2 separate regions of the Mus musculus genome follow, and region 2 is linked to region 1. The links are chromatin contacts, called in public promoter capture Hi-C maps. All regions are on one chromosome and are shown on one strand. The core of a region is the stretch at or near the end of the contact, and the rest is flanking DNA. Distances in the headings are between cores, read along the strand shown.

What was found. Promoter capture Hi-C pulls out the DNA fragments that hold promoters and counts their contacts.
Region 2: a promoter capture Hi-C map of second pharyngeal arch cranial neural crest shows a contact between it and region 1. The contact joins the enhancer-like site here to the promoter of F630111L10Rik in region 1. A contact is called at or near these places in 3 of 39 promoter capture datasets (cranial neural crest, maxillary cranial neural crest and second pharyngeal arch cranial neural crest), 2 of 15 datasets of contacts at CTCF or cohesin (the NIH/3T3 cell line and large pre-B cells), 3 of 484 Hi-C or Micro-C datasets (CD8 T cells, the G1E-ER4 cell line and bone marrow-derived macrophages) and 1 of 115 datasets of contacts at active chromatin or transcription factors (embryonic fibroblasts).

The regions. Positions count from the first base shown.
Region 1 is chr3:59,152,254-59,154,953 of GRCm38.p6, forward strand. F630111L10Rik (RIKEN cDNA F630111L10 gene) reads right to left here and starts at 1,375. Exons shown (of 1, transcript NR_045641.1): 1 at 1-1,375. All of the region lies in intron 15 of Med12l (mediator complex subunit 12-like), which reads left to right. It also overlaps a transcript of P2ry14 not described here.
Region 2 is chr3:60,122,594-60,125,293 of GRCm38.p6, forward strand. No RefSeq gene overlaps it. Among named protein-coding and RNA genes, the nearest start is that of Gm24382, 3.8 kb to the right of the region's middle. Within about 2 kb of position 1,333, at least 62 of the 459 cell types and tissues checked have an H3K27ac peak or open chromatin away from gene starts, as enhancers often do. A contact at or near this core is called in the NIH/3T3 cell line, embryonic fibroblasts and second pharyngeal arch cranial neural crest, where this site is marked.

The sequences.
Region 1 (2,700 bases), core at 125-2,624:
GGTCCTGCTTCCTCCTCTTGCTGCTGCTACAGGGCAGCAAATGGTAGCTCACTTCCCACAGGCTGCCCGATTCCCCTGACTGAAGCTCTGAGCAGCTTGGTGTTTCCTCTCTTCTTCTTTGGGTTTAACAGGTATAACCATGTGTGCTATATGTACATCTACACATGTGAAACTGTACACGTGTGCTTGTATGTATTTATAAGTTTTATTAAAGTATAAGGTTTTATGTGTTTATAGAACTTAAAATGTTACTTTGATATTTCAAGTTAGGATTTAGATGATTTAGTCTTGAAATGTATTTTTGATTTTGTATATTTAAAAAAAGATAAACGTGTAAGTTGTTTTTTTTTACTCTTATTTCCTCCATAGGATTAAATTTCCTAAAACAAAACAAGCAAAAACCAACCAACCAACCAACCAACCAAAAAAAAGAAAAAAAAAAAAAAACCTTCCAAAAACTCAGCAGTAAACAAAACAATCTAGGTGGCTTGCATGGGCTCACTGAGTGCACTGACACTAGATCCATGCTCCGCCCTACGTGTTGAATTGAAACTAGTTCAAGCATTTTAAGGAGTTTAACTGATTATTTATAAACTAAGTTTCTAATGAATGTAAATTTTTGCTATGTATAGGATATGAAGATATATGGTTTTTAAGCTTCCTTAAGAATAAATACAAATTTTATTAGATGCAATTAGGATTAACTTTCCCAGCAAGACCAAGCTAAAAGCTCCTCTCTGTGTAACTATGCGTTCAAACAGACACAGTTTTGTTATATGTGTATGTGTGCAGTGGCAGAAAAGGAGAAACTATTCGTACGTAATGAGAAATTTTGAAAGAAGAAATACGGCAGTGAACTTACTTTTGAGAACCATCTCTGTGTCCTTTCACACGGTAGAAATGTCCAAGATGGACACTTGTGAAAGTTTCTTTTGAATTACTACAGACACGTTAAACCCAGCTGGGAGCCCCAAATAATCAATTAGAGCACTTAAGGTTTGGACCCCCAAATTGCCATCGACAAATACTTAACGTGCCAAACAATTGCCATTTTTAAACACAAACTGACTCTACTGGTAAAACATGAAGATTGCCCAGTGTAACCCAGTTCAGACCTAACCCTTCCATCCACACACCCAGGTTATTTCATGAAGAATCTCCTTACCTGCTTATGGCTCCTGTAGTGCACGTCAGACTACACTCATGTTGGAATATGTCTCAGTGTAGGTTCCAGAGGACACTTAAGCCGAGTTCTTCCTCATCTTCAAGAAGAGAAGAAAAATCAGGAACTTGACAGAAGCCACGAGATAATGGGTTGGCTGGGCACTGCATCTGAGCAGTTAGAATGCAGTCAAGGCTAGAAAGTGGAAGCAGGGCATGGCTAGATGTTTTGATCTGCGTGAGTGTCAGGCTGTCCTCCGCTGGTTCCCTCCATGAGTCATACAAACAGCAGCCTGACCAAATCTCCCTGCCCTCCCCCACATCATCTTTTTCTTCTCCCTACTTTTTCCTTTGCTTCCTTATCACTCACAGGGATTTTCCTCTGTAAACCTCACCATTGACAGTTCAATGCAGTAAGCAATGGGGAACAAGAAGAGCCACACACTTTCCTAAGAGGAGATTATTAGTGATAGAGAACAGCAGGTTCAGGAGTGTGGCGGTATTAGAGCTACCTAGGAATTTGAGTTAGCACTTGGGTAGTGAATTTTGGCATAAGGGCTGTTGTTGGTCTCTTTTTTCCACATTTAAAAAAAATATTTAATTATTGCTGGCAAGTAGCTCATAAGTATAGATGAACACATCACTTGTTAAAATTTTGGTAAGTTTGTATTGTTCATGCTATAACTCATATTTTAAGTTCATTCCAGCTTCTGTAGTGATAGTTTTTAAAGTTCTATATCCTTCCCACTGCACTGCATACAGCAGCCTTTGTGTTCATGGCAGGACTGATTCCTGAACTCCCTTGGCGTGATAACAAAATCCGCAGCTGCTCTCGTCATCTGGAGATTTACACTTATAGGAAGTCATTTATAAAAAGTGATATATTCGCATTTAACCTATACTTATTCTTCCATAAGTGCCTTAAATCATCTCTAGATTTCTCATAATACTTAACATAAATGTATAATGATATAACAATACATGGTATAGAACATATGGAAATGACTCAAAGGTAACTAATACTGTTCTAAAAAGTTCTTTGTGGAGTTCTTGTATTTCCATCCTTTTCCTTTGACCACCCCCCTCTTCCATTCATGCTGAGTGAAGGGAGCAGGAAAAAGAAACCCCAACAGTGGATGGGGCTCCAAGAGAGAGATAACCAAAGGCTCCTACATTTCCTATGTGCTCACTCAGGTTCTGTTGCCTAAATTAAGCTCTAAGAGCTTATGTTTACAATTGATTTTTGCCTTAACATTTTAACCTAGGCGTTTACAGTTACGTCACCTGCACAGAAAGCACTGTTTCGATTCACTGTACTTACTAAGCAGTAGGCAGTGTTCTGGACACTGAGAATGGAAAAGCAACCAGGACACACATATTTTTTTCCTTAAGAAGTATAGATTTTTATTTTGTGTATCATGTGCAAGCCTAATCACTACACATCTTATGACTTGGGCATTTGTGACCAGAGCTAGTTGAGGGAAGCTCATTACTTGGCTCTGATAGAAAGAGAGAGAGAGAGAGAGAGAGAGAGAGAGA
Region 2 (2,700 bases), core at 83-2,582, 970 kb after region 1:
TTCTCAAATTAGGTATTTTCTTCATTTACATTTCCATTGCTATCCCAAAAGTCCCCCATATCTCCCCCTCCCCTACCCACCCACTCCCACTTCTTGGCCCTGGCATTCCCCTGTACTGAGGCATATAAAGTTTGCATGACCAATGGGCCTCTCTTTCCAATGATGGCTGACTAGGCCATCTTCTGATACATATGCAGCTAGAGACATGAGCTCTGGGGAGTACTGGGTAGTTCATATTGTTGTTCCACCTAAAGGGTTGCAGACCCCTTTAGCTCCTTGGTTACTTTCTCTAGCTCCTTCATTGAGGGCCCTATAATCCATCCAATAGCTGACTGTGAGCATCCACTTATGTGTTTGCTAAGCCCCGGCATAGTCTCACAAGAGACAGCTATATCAGGGTCCTTTCAGCAAAATCTTGCTAGTGTATGCAATGGTGTCAGCATTTGGAGGCTGATTATGGGATGGATCCCCGGATATGGCAGTCTCTAGTTGGTCCATCCTTTCGTCTCAGCTCCAAACTTTGTCTCTGTTACTCCTTTCATGGGTGTTTTGTTCCCAATTCTAAGAAGGGGCAAAGTGTCCACACAAACTTTGGTCTTTGTTCTTCTTGAATTTCAGGTGTTTCGCAAATTGTATCTTATATGTTGGTTATTCTGAGTTTCTGGGCTAATATCCACTTATCAGTGAGTACATTTGTGAAATTCCTAGACAAATGGATGGACCTAGAGGGCATCATCCTGAGTGAGGTAACCCAATCACAAAAGAACTCACATGATATGTACTCACTGATAAGTGGATATTAGCCTGATACCTTCTTAATGCATTCTTAACAAAGCATGACCAAGCACCACCCCACATCTGAAAAGATGTACACGATTAAGCCAAAAAATCTTAAGCTGGATCATTTCCCCATCCTAGTCCATCCTTGCCTGTGTTTTTTAGTCTGCATGAATTACACTCTTGTATAACCCCGATCATGTTTTAAGAATAAAAAATAAAACAAAGACACACTTACCTTAATGTTTTAACCTTTTCTTCCTAACACTAACATGAATCCAGTCAGCTATGTTTGCCTTCGTAGAAGTAACAACAGCATGACCCCACTGGTGAACATGACTACTTTATTCTTAATTTTAAAAGTTGCGTGAAGCTGGTCTTCCCAGGCTAAAAACAAACGAAAAAGCTAGGCTGTAAATGAAGCAACCACTGGGAATAAAACCTGTCCAAATATGTACCTACTTCATCTCATGTAATGGCCGTCAGTCAGTGTATTCTCCACTTTAATTAGAAGCAAAAAGTACCTCCTGCCTTCTGGAAGCACTCAGGGCAACAAGGAACTAAGCTATATCTCCTAAATAATCCCAAGCTCTCAGGTCTTAATTATAGCCTCTTGCCAGCAATGTTTATTAGTACAGTGTCAACTTCCAACGAAAGGGAGGCATCACGAGGCAGCAGAGCAGGCTTTGTAGAGGGAGACAGACAGCTGGGGTGAAGCCTCTGGTGGTTAGTTCTCCAGTGGCGGGGGGTGGGGTGGGGAGGGGAGGGGAGGCCTTAAATACAGAGGGAAATGATTCAAAGCAAGCTTTAAAAGAAAAACATAAAAAGAATATCTTCCATTGCCTCATGTTGAAGCTGGAGCCGAGCACGCCTCTTTCTGACAATTTAAAACCTCATAAAGTGAGTACTGCTTAGGGCAAATTAATTGTGTTGAAAGTGAATCTATCAGTATGTTAATTAAGCATGCTCCTATTATTGGGCTGTATATATTTTATGTGCTCTGTAGCACATAGAGTAGAGACTGAAACCTTTCTGTATAAATAATTGAGAAGGACTTTATGTGTTTCACTCAGACTGAAAAGTCTCTGAATATATATTAATGGTAACCCAGTCTCTAAAAATAAACTGGGTGTCTGTTACTTACAATTCTGGCCTCACTGAAAGCCAGTTTTACGTGGTTTTTCCATGCCCAGGAAAAAAAAAAAAAAAGAGGTGTGGTTCCTACTGCAAGCACTTTTGAAAGTCTGTTTGATGATTTTGGATGACCCATAAAGTGCCAAAGCATTACTCATATACTGTTGGCTTCAGAGAAACCAAAATGATCGTAGTGATTGTTTTTTAACTTCCTTCAGATGTTGGAAAATTACTAGTGTTTCACAAAATAAAACATCGCTCTGCCTACGCACAGCACAGTGCCTGTCTTTATTTTAATGAATGGAATTCTTTAGACCTTCGGAATTGTGTGTGCATATCTTCTCTAGGCAATGGTTAGAACTCACTCATTGATGGTTCAAATGTGCAAAACTTAAAGTCGAGTTCTGTGTTTTCTGAGCTTCTACCACAAGAAAAAACGCGTATTGTTTCTACTCTTCTTTTATTAGGCCTGCATGTTTATTTAAAAGTGGAAATGACACTGTTCTGATAGATGTTGGTGAGGGAAAGAGAGGCACATTTTCTCATTTTCCTTCTCTATACTTTACCTGTGGGAAGCTGTTGGGAAGGTGCTACTTAGTCGGGGAGTGGACAGTGAGTTTGACATGCACTCTTCAGACTTTCTCTATCTTTCTAGAACAGTGGCCTCCTCACCTGGTACTCTTCATGAGAGAGAATATTTGAAAATAGTAAACCTATTAGTAAATTATGAACATGTCTGCCTGATGCTCACAGGTTTATACTAAAGCCTGTGACGAATTGACATGAAGG